Linked DNA regions of Zea mays: region 1 is linked to region 2. The links are chromatin contacts, called in public Hi-C maps. All regions are on one chromosome and are shown on one strand. The core of a region is the stretch at or near the end of the contact, and the rest is flanking DNA. Distances in the headings are between cores, read along the strand shown.

Region 1 (5,059 bases), core at 141-2,640, 240 kb before region 2:
AGAACAAAAGTAACAACATCACCTGCGATGCAATGCATATGACAAATTGAATTTAAGTTCCATAAATTAATCATGTGAGGGTCCGAGCTGCTCATGACCGTGAGCACGGCTAGTATACCAGTTTTACACTCTGCAGAGGTTGCGCATCTTTACCCACAAGTCATGTTACCCATCTGCCAAGGGATCGCGACTTCCCATACATCTCTACCGAGGAGGCGAGGCAGGGTAACACTACGAGGCCTTTACAAAGTTCCACTAGCTTCAGAAAACCCGCTACAGTTTATAGGAAGCTCCAATGCAGGGTTCTTTCCTGACCGCCATCGCAGCAAAATCAACCAAGGACCTCCCTACACTGACCACTCCCCTACTGCCCTTGCCCCTTTCGGGTAAGGTAGTCTTCCACTAGCTTTCCTAATTAATCAGCCAAGGGCGTCCATAAACCCTTGTGGTCGCACTGTTTTCCCGGGTGGTCGCTCCATGTTCCAATTAACATAATGATCTTATCATGAACAGTAAATAACAACGGATAACAAAGGTATAATCATGAATAATGTATCTTCATACCCAAAACCACATAAAGCACTAGCAAGTACTACCCAAAAAGTTCAGTGGTAAACAAGGTATAAAGATAGACAAACTAGGGTGACCTATTGGGTCCCATCAAAATTAACCTATGCAGATCATTATGATTAATTAGAACATGAGTGGGTAAAAAGAAGTGATCAAGGGCACAACTTGCCTGGGACGTGAGATTCCAGGTACCAACTTGCTCTTCAGATGACACGTGTCCTCACCGCTAAATGTAGCAATACAGACATACATGGTATAAGCAAAATTAACATCACACCAAACATAAGAACAAAATACATATTAATAATCTACATATTAAAATGAGATCACTGGAACAGGAATTATTTAATTTTAGAGTTATGGATTTTAAGTTATGAATTTCCAAATGTTTCATGTGGTTGATACAGGATTAATTAAGAGATAAATTTTAATGTGGCTTTCATGTCACAACAGTGGCACTATTTGATAAACAACAATATTACAAAATTATAGGAACTAGAATGGGTTAATTTGGACTTAATATGAATTTTATATGAATTAAACGAGTTTCTGGAATTATTTATATACTAAAAAATCAATTTTCGAAATCATTTATTCATTTTTACTAATTTCTGAACTGCGCACAAGTTATCACAAGAGTCCAGGGGCAATAACGCAAAAGTGGCCCAGACTCAAACTATACTGCCGCGGAACTGCGGGTTGTTTTCTGGAAAGTGTAAGGGCTCTTTTGTAAAACGGGTCGGCTGAAGGGGTATGGGTCATCTTGTAGCCGTTGGATTACAATCCGAGTGCTCGGATTAGATTTACCTCACTGATGAACCAGTATTGAATACGGGCCACCGGTTCCGAGATCCATGGTTAACAATTGTCCACGCCGATGATGCACTCTATCCCGTCCGATCCCAATCCGACAGACCAGATCAGGATACACGAAAGGGGTATGCGTGTTCTCATCACAGCCGCACAACCCAGAATCCACGATCCAGCCACCGTCATCCTCCCATCCGCCCGACACCTGGGAGCAGGCACCAGCACGGGGGAAAGCTCGTTGGCGCCGCCACCGCAGCACCGGTAGACAAGGAGGCACGCGGAGAGGCTAGTCTAGAGCCGGCCTTGGTGGATGCCGCCAGCGTCCCGCCCGCCGGTGAGCTTGTTTGCTTGGGCCCGGTCGAGGAGCACCATGAAGCTTCAACGGGTGGGAACGGTGCTGGCGGGGCGAAGTCAAGCAGTTTTTGGAGGTTGGTTCGGATGGTCATGGAGCAGAGGAAGTAGCGGAAGATCATGGAGCAGTCGGTGGGGTCGTTCCCGGGCAGTCTGCGATGGTACGGTAGATGCCCCCGTAGAGCACGGCCGTCGCGCGCGAAGATGCTCACCACCGAGAGGCTATTGCCGTAGCGCAGGGAAGACAGTGCCGGCGCCATCACCTGTTTGGTTCTTCGGCTCCCAGTGCGACGCGTCGATTGTTCCATGGACATCTCCCTCGAACAGCAGCAGAACGGGAGTCGCAGCGTACGCCCTCTCTCTCTCTCTCTTCTATCTCCCATGCGATGGCGCTTGCATGAGGATGCAGAACGCAACGTTTTTTTGGAAGAACTGGGGATTTGGAGGGATGGCTCGGCTGGTCGTATAAATACACCGAAGGTGCCGAGTCCCGGCCGAGGCGGACGTCGGTTAGGTGGTTACAACTGCTCGGTTTGTTACGATCTCTGGATTTTCTGTTGATGTTTGTTTCGCGGCACGAGATGAATAACAACGTGAGCAACAGGAGCCCACGCGCGCTCGCCAACGTGCTGGCTTGAATTTGCATGATGACGTCACTCCTTGCATCAACATGACATAAGCTTCGTCTAGGTGAATAAAGAAAGTGGAAATTCACGTCTCCTATGTGGTACGTCTGGAGTAGTAGTTTTATCCTTTTTTGTTTCTCATTTTCCGATTTCAGTTTTAAATCCCAACTTCAAATTTTTATTCTAGGTTTTAGACTTTGATAAAATTCACAACAAACAGACAAAATATCCAACATGAGATGCAAGTATTCATTTTATTTTATTTATTCATCTATTTATTATCCTACATAAGAAAATGTTTTTGGATATGTAGCACACATATAATTATTTTAAGACAAATAGTTTCTAGTGTATGATTACTTATTAGAAGATGTTCTTATACATTTCAACAAAAGATAATTTATAGAAGAATCTTTTATTGAATCTTTATTATAAAACTTTTATTTTAGGAGACGTGACTTCAAAAGTTATGGGAATTCTAAAAAAAATTCTAATTCAAGATCTTTGGAAATTTTTTTACCTAATTCTCAAAATGAGATTTTGAGGTGTTACAGGCTTTCCCTCTATCTTGTGGGAAGTACTCTGCTCCACTGGATACCCCACACCCCTCTGTACACGGTGCAGTTGTACGAGGAGCATCGAGTGCCACGTTGCAGGGTGTGGCTGACCCTGGAGTTTCACCTTCTGTAGCCTGGGTGGCGTTCCCTAGATTCCGAGACTGTCAGATTCAGGGCGGACGACACCACTGAGACCACAACACTAAAAGCTCTGACAACCTTCTGCGGATATCACCCCCTAGAGATGATGATGCACCCACTTGGACTCTTCCCCGCCGAGAAGAGGGATGACCCAATGTGGTGCAACAGAGTGAGTCACGCAAATGATGTGTGAGCCATGCATCCCGACCAGGTTGGGAGGATCACCGTCCAGTGCATCCTGACTCTGGAGCACTGTACTGCTTGCAGGCCTTGCAAGGCGACGCCATGACACACCTCACTAGGCTCGCTCAGGCTACAAAGATCACCCTCGACAATCGGGAGGACTTCATATCGACTTGTCTTCAAAACTGGTGGAGAAAGACCTATAGGTGGAACAGATGAACCAGCGCATCCTGACTCTGGAGCAGCAGGTGGAAATCCAGGATAACAACATCGATATCCTAGAAATCCAACTCCATGATGTGCAGGAAGAGCTTGCGGAGGCCAACGCTCACCTAGAAATGCACCACCAAGACATGAACCCTAATGAGGTAGGCAGCAAGGGAGAGGAGGATCTCGAGGAAATAGAGCCAGCTTCCGGTCTGAACGTGGCTCCCTTCGGAGTGCCCCCTTCACCTGCATCCAGCATTGTCTCTACCAATCATGGTTAGATGGGTTAGACTTAACATGTTAGGAGAGTGGGAAAACCACGTAAGCTTAGTTTTTGGTACCAACTTTGGAACTAGGCTTTAGGGTGGATCCCCTAATGTGTTGTAACCCAGAAAAAACTTTTATGGACGATGCAATGAATGAATGAATGATTATCATCGTTTGGTTTGATATAATTTTATGTCATTTTTCTTCTCATGATATAAAGTCTCTATTTGGAACCATGAATCGACATAACAAAGACAGAATTTCTGTTTTAGATGGCAGCTAGACCTCGTCGTGGGCAAAACGAGCAAGTTCCCCCGCCACCTCCCCTAGCTCCCATGATGCAGGAACTTATGGCTCAGTGAAATGAGATCCTGCGGCAGCTAGTGCAGCGCTAGCCCTACCCTCAGCAGTTTGGTGGAGGCCAGCAGCAACGCCCACCAGCTGCAGCTACATATAAGGAGTTCTTGAGCACCCAACCGCCGTTGTTCACCAAGGTGGAGGACTCGCTGGACGCCGATGTGTGGCTCAGTGTTGTGGAGTATAAGTTCCCACTCCTCTCAGGAGCGTGCCCTGACGCCGTGAGGACTCGCTTTGTCGCACAGTAGCTCCATGGACCTGCAAGGACGTGGTGGGACCATTTGCACGCCATGTTACCCGCTGACCACATGGTGACATGGGAGGAATTCAAGACGACTTTCAGAGGACACCACATTCCTGCAAGGATACTGGATTGCAAGCTTAATGAGTTCTTGGCACTGACTCAGGGAACCCGCACCGTGCTACAATATGTCAAGGCCTTCAACGACCTGTGCCAATATGCGGGTTATCATGCAGATTCATATGAGAAGAAGAGGGACCTTTTCGAAGGGGTCTCAACTCCAAGCTCCGTGAGCGCCTCAACATTGTTCGTGTTGATAGCTACAATGAACTGGTCAACCTTGCCATATCACAGGAAGACTGCATCGTATCCCACCGGGCAGAGAAGAAGAGGAAGGCACCAATGTCAGGGTTCTCAGCTCCACCTCAGAGGTTTCAGATTGTCTCCAACAATCAGATAGGGGATTCCATCAGCAAGTAGGGAGATGGGTCATCAGGCCGCCACAGCAGCAGCAGCAAGCACCCAACCGTTTCCCCACTCCCACTCAAAGGAATAATCAGCCCCAGCGACAGCCGCAGCAGCAGCAATTCTGCCAAGGAAATGGAAACAGATGCTTCACGTGTGGCAACGCAGGCCACTATGCCAAGGATTGCCCACAGAATCAGCCAAGGCAGATGCCAGCACCCAACCAAGACAAAGGGAAGAAGCAGAAAGTGCAAGTTAGGAAAGGCAAGCTCAACTTCACCACT
Region 2 (5,475 bases), core at 1,921-4,420:
AACTTGAATACCACAGTGTTTTGCTTTTCTTTTCTTATCCCGTTCGCGAGGAATCTCCACAACTTGGAGCCTCTCGCCCTTACAAAAGATGTTCACAGAGAATCACGGAGTAAAGGAGGGAAGCAACACACACAAATCCACAGCAAAATATGCACACACACGGCCAAGAATCAAGCTCAAATGACTATCTCAAAGTTCTCACTAGAACGGAGCTCGAATCACTGAGAATGACAATCGAATGCGCAAAGACTGAGTGTGGATGATCAAGAATGCTCTTAGGTTGCTTGGTGTCCTCCTCCATGCGCCTAGGGGTCCCTTTTATAGCCCCAAGGCAGCTAGGAGCCATTGAGAACAATCTGGGAAGGCAATTCTTGCCTTCTGTCGCGTGGCGCACCGGACAGTCCGGTGCACACCGGACAGTGTCCGGTGCCCGATTTCTTTCCTTTTTCAACGAAGTCGACCGTTGGCAGCCAGAGAGCCGTTGGCGCACCGGACATGTCCGGTGCACACCGGACAGTCCGGTGCCCCCTTCTAGCCGTTGGCTCGGCCACATGTCCCGCGCAGATCGCGCGGCCGACCGTTGGCTCGGCCGACCGTTGGCTCACCGGACAGTCCGGTGCACACCGGACAGTCCGGTGAATTATAGCCGTACGTCGCCGGTGAATTCCCGAGAGCGGCCACTTCGCTCGATCCAGTCTGGCGCACCGGACACTGTCCGGTGCACCACCGGACAGTCCGGTGCTCCCAGAATGAGCAGATTCTTGGCTGCTCGAGCCAAGACATTTCCAATTGGATTTTTCCTGTTTCCAGCACTTAGACACAATACATTAGTCCACAAAACAATGTACTAAGTCTGAGAAACATACCTTTATCCTTGGTTTGTACTTTGTCCACCATTTTACATTTAAGCACTTGCTTAGACACTAAATCACCAAAACACTTAGAAATGGCCCAAGGGCACATTTCCCTTTCAACATGTCCGGTGTGCACCGGACTGTCCGGTGCACCATACGACAGTCAGCCACCACCAAACGGCTAGTTTGGTGGTTGGGGCTATAAATACCCCAACCACCCCACATTCAAGTCATCCAAGTTTTCACACTTCCAACCACTTACAAGAGCTAGGCATTCAATACAAGACACACCCAAGTGATCAAATCCTCTCCCAATTCCATAAAAGCTTTAGTGACTAGTGAGAGTGATTTGTTGTGTTCTTTTGAGCTCTTGCGCTTGGATTGCTTTCTTCTTTCTTTGATTCTTTATTGCGATCAAACTCACATGTAATTGAGGCAAGAGACACCAATCTTGTGGTGGTCCTTGTGGGAACTTTGTGTTCCAAGCATTTGAGAAGAAAAAGCTCACTCGGTCCGAGGGACCGTTTGAGAGAGGGAAAGGGTTGAAAGAGACCCGGTCTTTGTGACCACCTCAACGGGGAGTAGGTTTGCGAGAACCGAACCTCGGTAAAACAAATCCTCGTGTCTCACTTCTTATTCGCTCACGATTTGTTTTGCACCCTCTCTCGCGGACTCGATTATATTTCTAACTCTAACCCGGCTTGTAGTTGTGATTATTTTTAAGAATTTCAGTTTCGCCCTATTCACCCCCCCTCTAGGCGACTTTCACGAGCCAGCAAAGGCGAACGCGTGAACGGACGGTCAGCGCTGACAGAGCGGACCCACCGTGCAGCAAGAGAGAATGAGCGCATGCGCGAAAGAATCGGCGCCGACAGGTCGGTCCCACCGAGCAGCACGGAAGAGAGAGGGAGAGAGCGCGTGGACGCGGTCGTCGCTACAGGTGGGACCCACCTGTCAGGCGACGCGGGCGCGCGCGGCCTGGCTAGGCTGGATTGTGCCGAACTGGGCTGAAATGCGCTTTTCTTTTTCCCTGGAATTTCTAATGCCTTTTATTTTTATTTTTCTCTATGGATTTCAAATCAAATTCAAACAAAACTCAAATTCAAACTAATTCAAACATGTGCATCAAACAAAAGAATAATTTAGGCTCAGCATGATGCAACATTTCATGAATCACATAGGGTTTTGATAAAATAAATAATTAATCTCTCACCTAATTGACTTAACTCTAATCAAAAGGAAGAGAGAGGAAGTCTAGAGAGAGAAGAGGTAACACCTGAATTTGGTAGACAATTAGAGAAGAAATTTTATACCCGAAATTAAGGGCGTTACAAACACATTGTGTATTGCAGATATATTAGGTGGTAGCTTTAGCTTATAAGCTACCGATCCACATGCTTCTATGATCTCATGAGATCCAATAGCGAGGGGCTAAATTATCTTTAATCCCGAATCTTTGCACACCTTTGGTGGGTGAGAGTTTAAGATAAACATGATCTTCTACTTCAAACTATAGAGGTTTTCTTCTTTTGTCATGATAGCTCTTTTGCCTGGCTTGAGCAACTTCTAAATTTTTTCTGATTATTCTGACCTTTTCTTCGGCTTCGGTAACCAATTTTGGTCCAAAGATTTCTTTTTCTCCAACCCGTGACCAGTTAAGGGGTGTTCGACAAATGGTGTCATTTTCAAACTAGCTTGATAACTGTTATTGTAGGAGAATTCTACTAGCGATAGACACAGTGTATCACGCAAGCTCTCAACATATCCTCAAGAATATGATTCACTCTCTCTGTTTGGCCATTAGTTTGAGTATGGTATGCTCAGCTTCTAATCAGCTTGGTGCCCAGTGAGTCTTGTAGCTGCTCCCAAAATCTACCACAAATTGAGCTCCCTGATCTGAGATAATTGTCCGAGGTATTCCGTGTAAACACACTATCCGATCGATGTACAACTCTGCATATCTCTTGGTGGGGTATGACGTGTATATAGGGAGAAAATGGGGAATTTTAGTGGCTCCTATTCATATTAGTCGTCTCATTGGTTCTTCATATATTCGTTTTGGATTAAATCGTTTTGGATTAAAGTTAGCTATTCAGAAATACTAGAAGCCGATACGAATTAAAGCCAAATAGTGGTGTTGCTCCCATGCTACGCTGCAGTCTACAGATAAGGATGAAATTGTTTTGTGCCTGCCGGCCGCCCGGCCGGTTCACGTGTCACTAGTCCATAAATCAGTCCGCCGTACACGTACATGTGGACAAGATGCGTTAGCTACCAAAATGGACCAGAATATATACCTTACGATTGATAATAATATAGTCATTGGGCATCGTACCCTGCGCGTATCTCATTTATAAACTTTATTTATTTATGTATTGTAAACAAAATGTCTATCTGTGTGTATATATAAATACGATATACCAAGCCTGTCGCAGCACAAGCCGGTCCCGCTCTTTTGACTGAGGCGGAGCCCAGCCCAGAGCCCACCGTGAGCTCAACGACGCCCACGCCCGGTGCCGGTGCAAACCAAACGCCAACTCCAATCTCCAACTCCAAGAGCGAAGAAACCAATACCCAAACCCAAAGGTTCGTCCGCATTGTCGGCCAGCCAGCTCCCACTCCACTGCCCGTTCCGTTCTGCGCTCGTCATCGTCGGGGCCGGCCGGGCAAGCCATCAGCGGCCGTGATGGTGATGGCGCCGGCGATTCTGCTGGCAGTGCTAGTGCTCGCGGCGGTGGCAGCGGCGACGGCGTCGGCGTTCGCCGTGGCGTCCAACAACGCGACGGTGGTGGCCGGGAAGCTGAACGTGCACCTGGTGCCTCACTCCCACGACGACGTCGGGTGGCTCAAGACCGTCGACCAGTACTATGTCGGCTCCAACAACAGCATCCAGGTATATGCATATCCTGCTTCCTGCGCCGCCATGCTCCGGCCTCAACGGCTTTCTTCTCGGTTCTCACCTGATCCTGGGGGATGCAGGGCGCGTGCGTGATGAACACCCTCGACTCCGTGGTGGACGCGCTCGCCAGGGATCCCGCCCGCAAGTTCGTCGTCGTCGAGCAGGTCAGTGGTGCCTTGACTTGCCGTCTACAAGTCACAGCGCTTGTGTTGCATCGCCCTCCGCTCCTCTGTTTTGTCGCCTCGGCAGTTACAATGCTCGCGTGCTTTCTTTGCAGTCAAAGTTTGGTTCGATACTTGTGCTAGAAAAGATAGTCAGATTCAAGCCAAAACGTGCTTGTACTTGTACGCCATTAATTAATCGATTAGAGTTTCAAGTTTTCGCCGTCCGTGTGCACATTGTTGGACCACAGTATTTTGATGTGATGACAAGTACAAGAGGACACGGAGGGTGCACGTCATTTGGATTCAACCCGTGGTCTGCTTTCTCTGCTGACTGCTTCTGCTTCTGTTTTGTTCTATGACCTAGTCTATATCGACATCGATCAAATATAGATAGCTTCAACTCATCTTTTTTTTTTACCTCCGGTCCAGACCATTCATTGTGGTCCTAGAAGCTTTCAGCCTTTGACCCACACACGCACCAAAACAAAGGGAAGAAGAAGATGCAACCTTCTCGTGTGTGACTGATCCATATTCCATACCATACTTCTGCACCGTTGTACTTTCCACATTTTCCACCATGAGACGATATGATTCGCTCCACATCGATTTGAGGTTGACAACGATCGTTTGATTGCTCCACTGCAGACCAATCGAATTTTTTTTTGAAACGAACCAGTAGGAGATCTGCCCGTTATATTAAAAAGAGGGGAGCCCAAGGACGAGGTTTAAAATACAAGGACACCCCACAAAACTATGACTAAGCCAAAAACACAAACTCAAAATGCGTAGAAACTTCCTGTGGAAAGGGGGCAATCCAGAAGCCTGCAGCGGGGGGCACTGCCTCATCAACTGGCCCCTAACTTGCCTCCCAAAGGACAAGGGAGGACTTGGTGTGCTGGACCTTGATCGTTTTGCGAGGGGGCTAAGATTAAGATGGTCGTGGCTACGTTGGAAGAGCAAAGATAGGGCGTGGGCTGCCTTGAAGCTTCCTTGTGACAAAACTGATGAAGATCTCTTCAACGCTTCCACAACTGTCACGGTAGGCAATGGAAAGGTGGCTGAATTCTGGAAGTCTAGTTGGATTCAAGGCCAGGCCCCTAAGAACATTGCGCCTTCATTGTTCAAGAAGACCAAAAGGAAGAACATCACAGTGGCCAAAGCGCTCAATAACAACAACTGGATTCGTCTTTGCTCACCGTATACGGGGGAGGGGGAGTTTGGAGAGTTGATCTCTCTTTGGCGGGCCATAGGTAATATGCATGAGCTTAACGGGCTAGAAGACACCATCTCTTGGAGATGGACGGCAGATGGGCAGTACAGTGCTTGTAGTGCTTATAAAATCCAGTTCGCATCCAATTTCAGTAGTATGAATCTAGGCCCCATTTGGAAGGCTAAAGTGGAACCGAAGTGCAGATTTTTTGCTTGGACTCTTCTCCATAAGAGAATTCTGACGGCCGACAACCTTCAAAAAAGAGGCTGGCCATGTAATCCAGTTTGCTGTCTCTGCAACTCAGCCCCAGAAACAATCCTCCACTTGTGCAAGGATTGCCCCTTTAGT

The links. A called contact is a pair of places that touch in the nucleus more often than the background predicts.
Region 1: a Hi-C map of ear shows a contact between it and region 2, with 4 times the contacts expected there. The contact joins the enhancer-like site here to the promoter of LOC103638195 in region 2. A contact is called at or near these places in 4 of 25 Hi-C or Micro-C datasets (bundle sheath, ear and leaf).

Annotation. Positions count from the first base shown.
Region 1 is chr1:119,739,877-119,744,935 of Zm-B73-REFERENCE-NAM-5.0, reverse strand. No RefSeq gene overlaps it. Among protein-coding and RNA genes, the nearest start is that of LOC109943671, 33 kb to the right of the region's middle. Within about 2 kb of position 1,390, at least 13 of the 20 cell types and tissues checked have an H3K27ac peak or open chromatin away from gene starts, as enhancers often do. A contact at or near this core is called in ear and leaf, where this site is marked.
Region 2 is chr1:119,500,046-119,505,520 of Zm-B73-REFERENCE-NAM-5.0, reverse strand. It overlaps LOC103638195 (alpha-mannosidase), which reads left to right and starts at 3,170. Exons shown (of 29, transcript XM_008661190.4): 1 at 3,170-3,747; 2 at 3,834-3,917. The coding sequence starts at 3,541.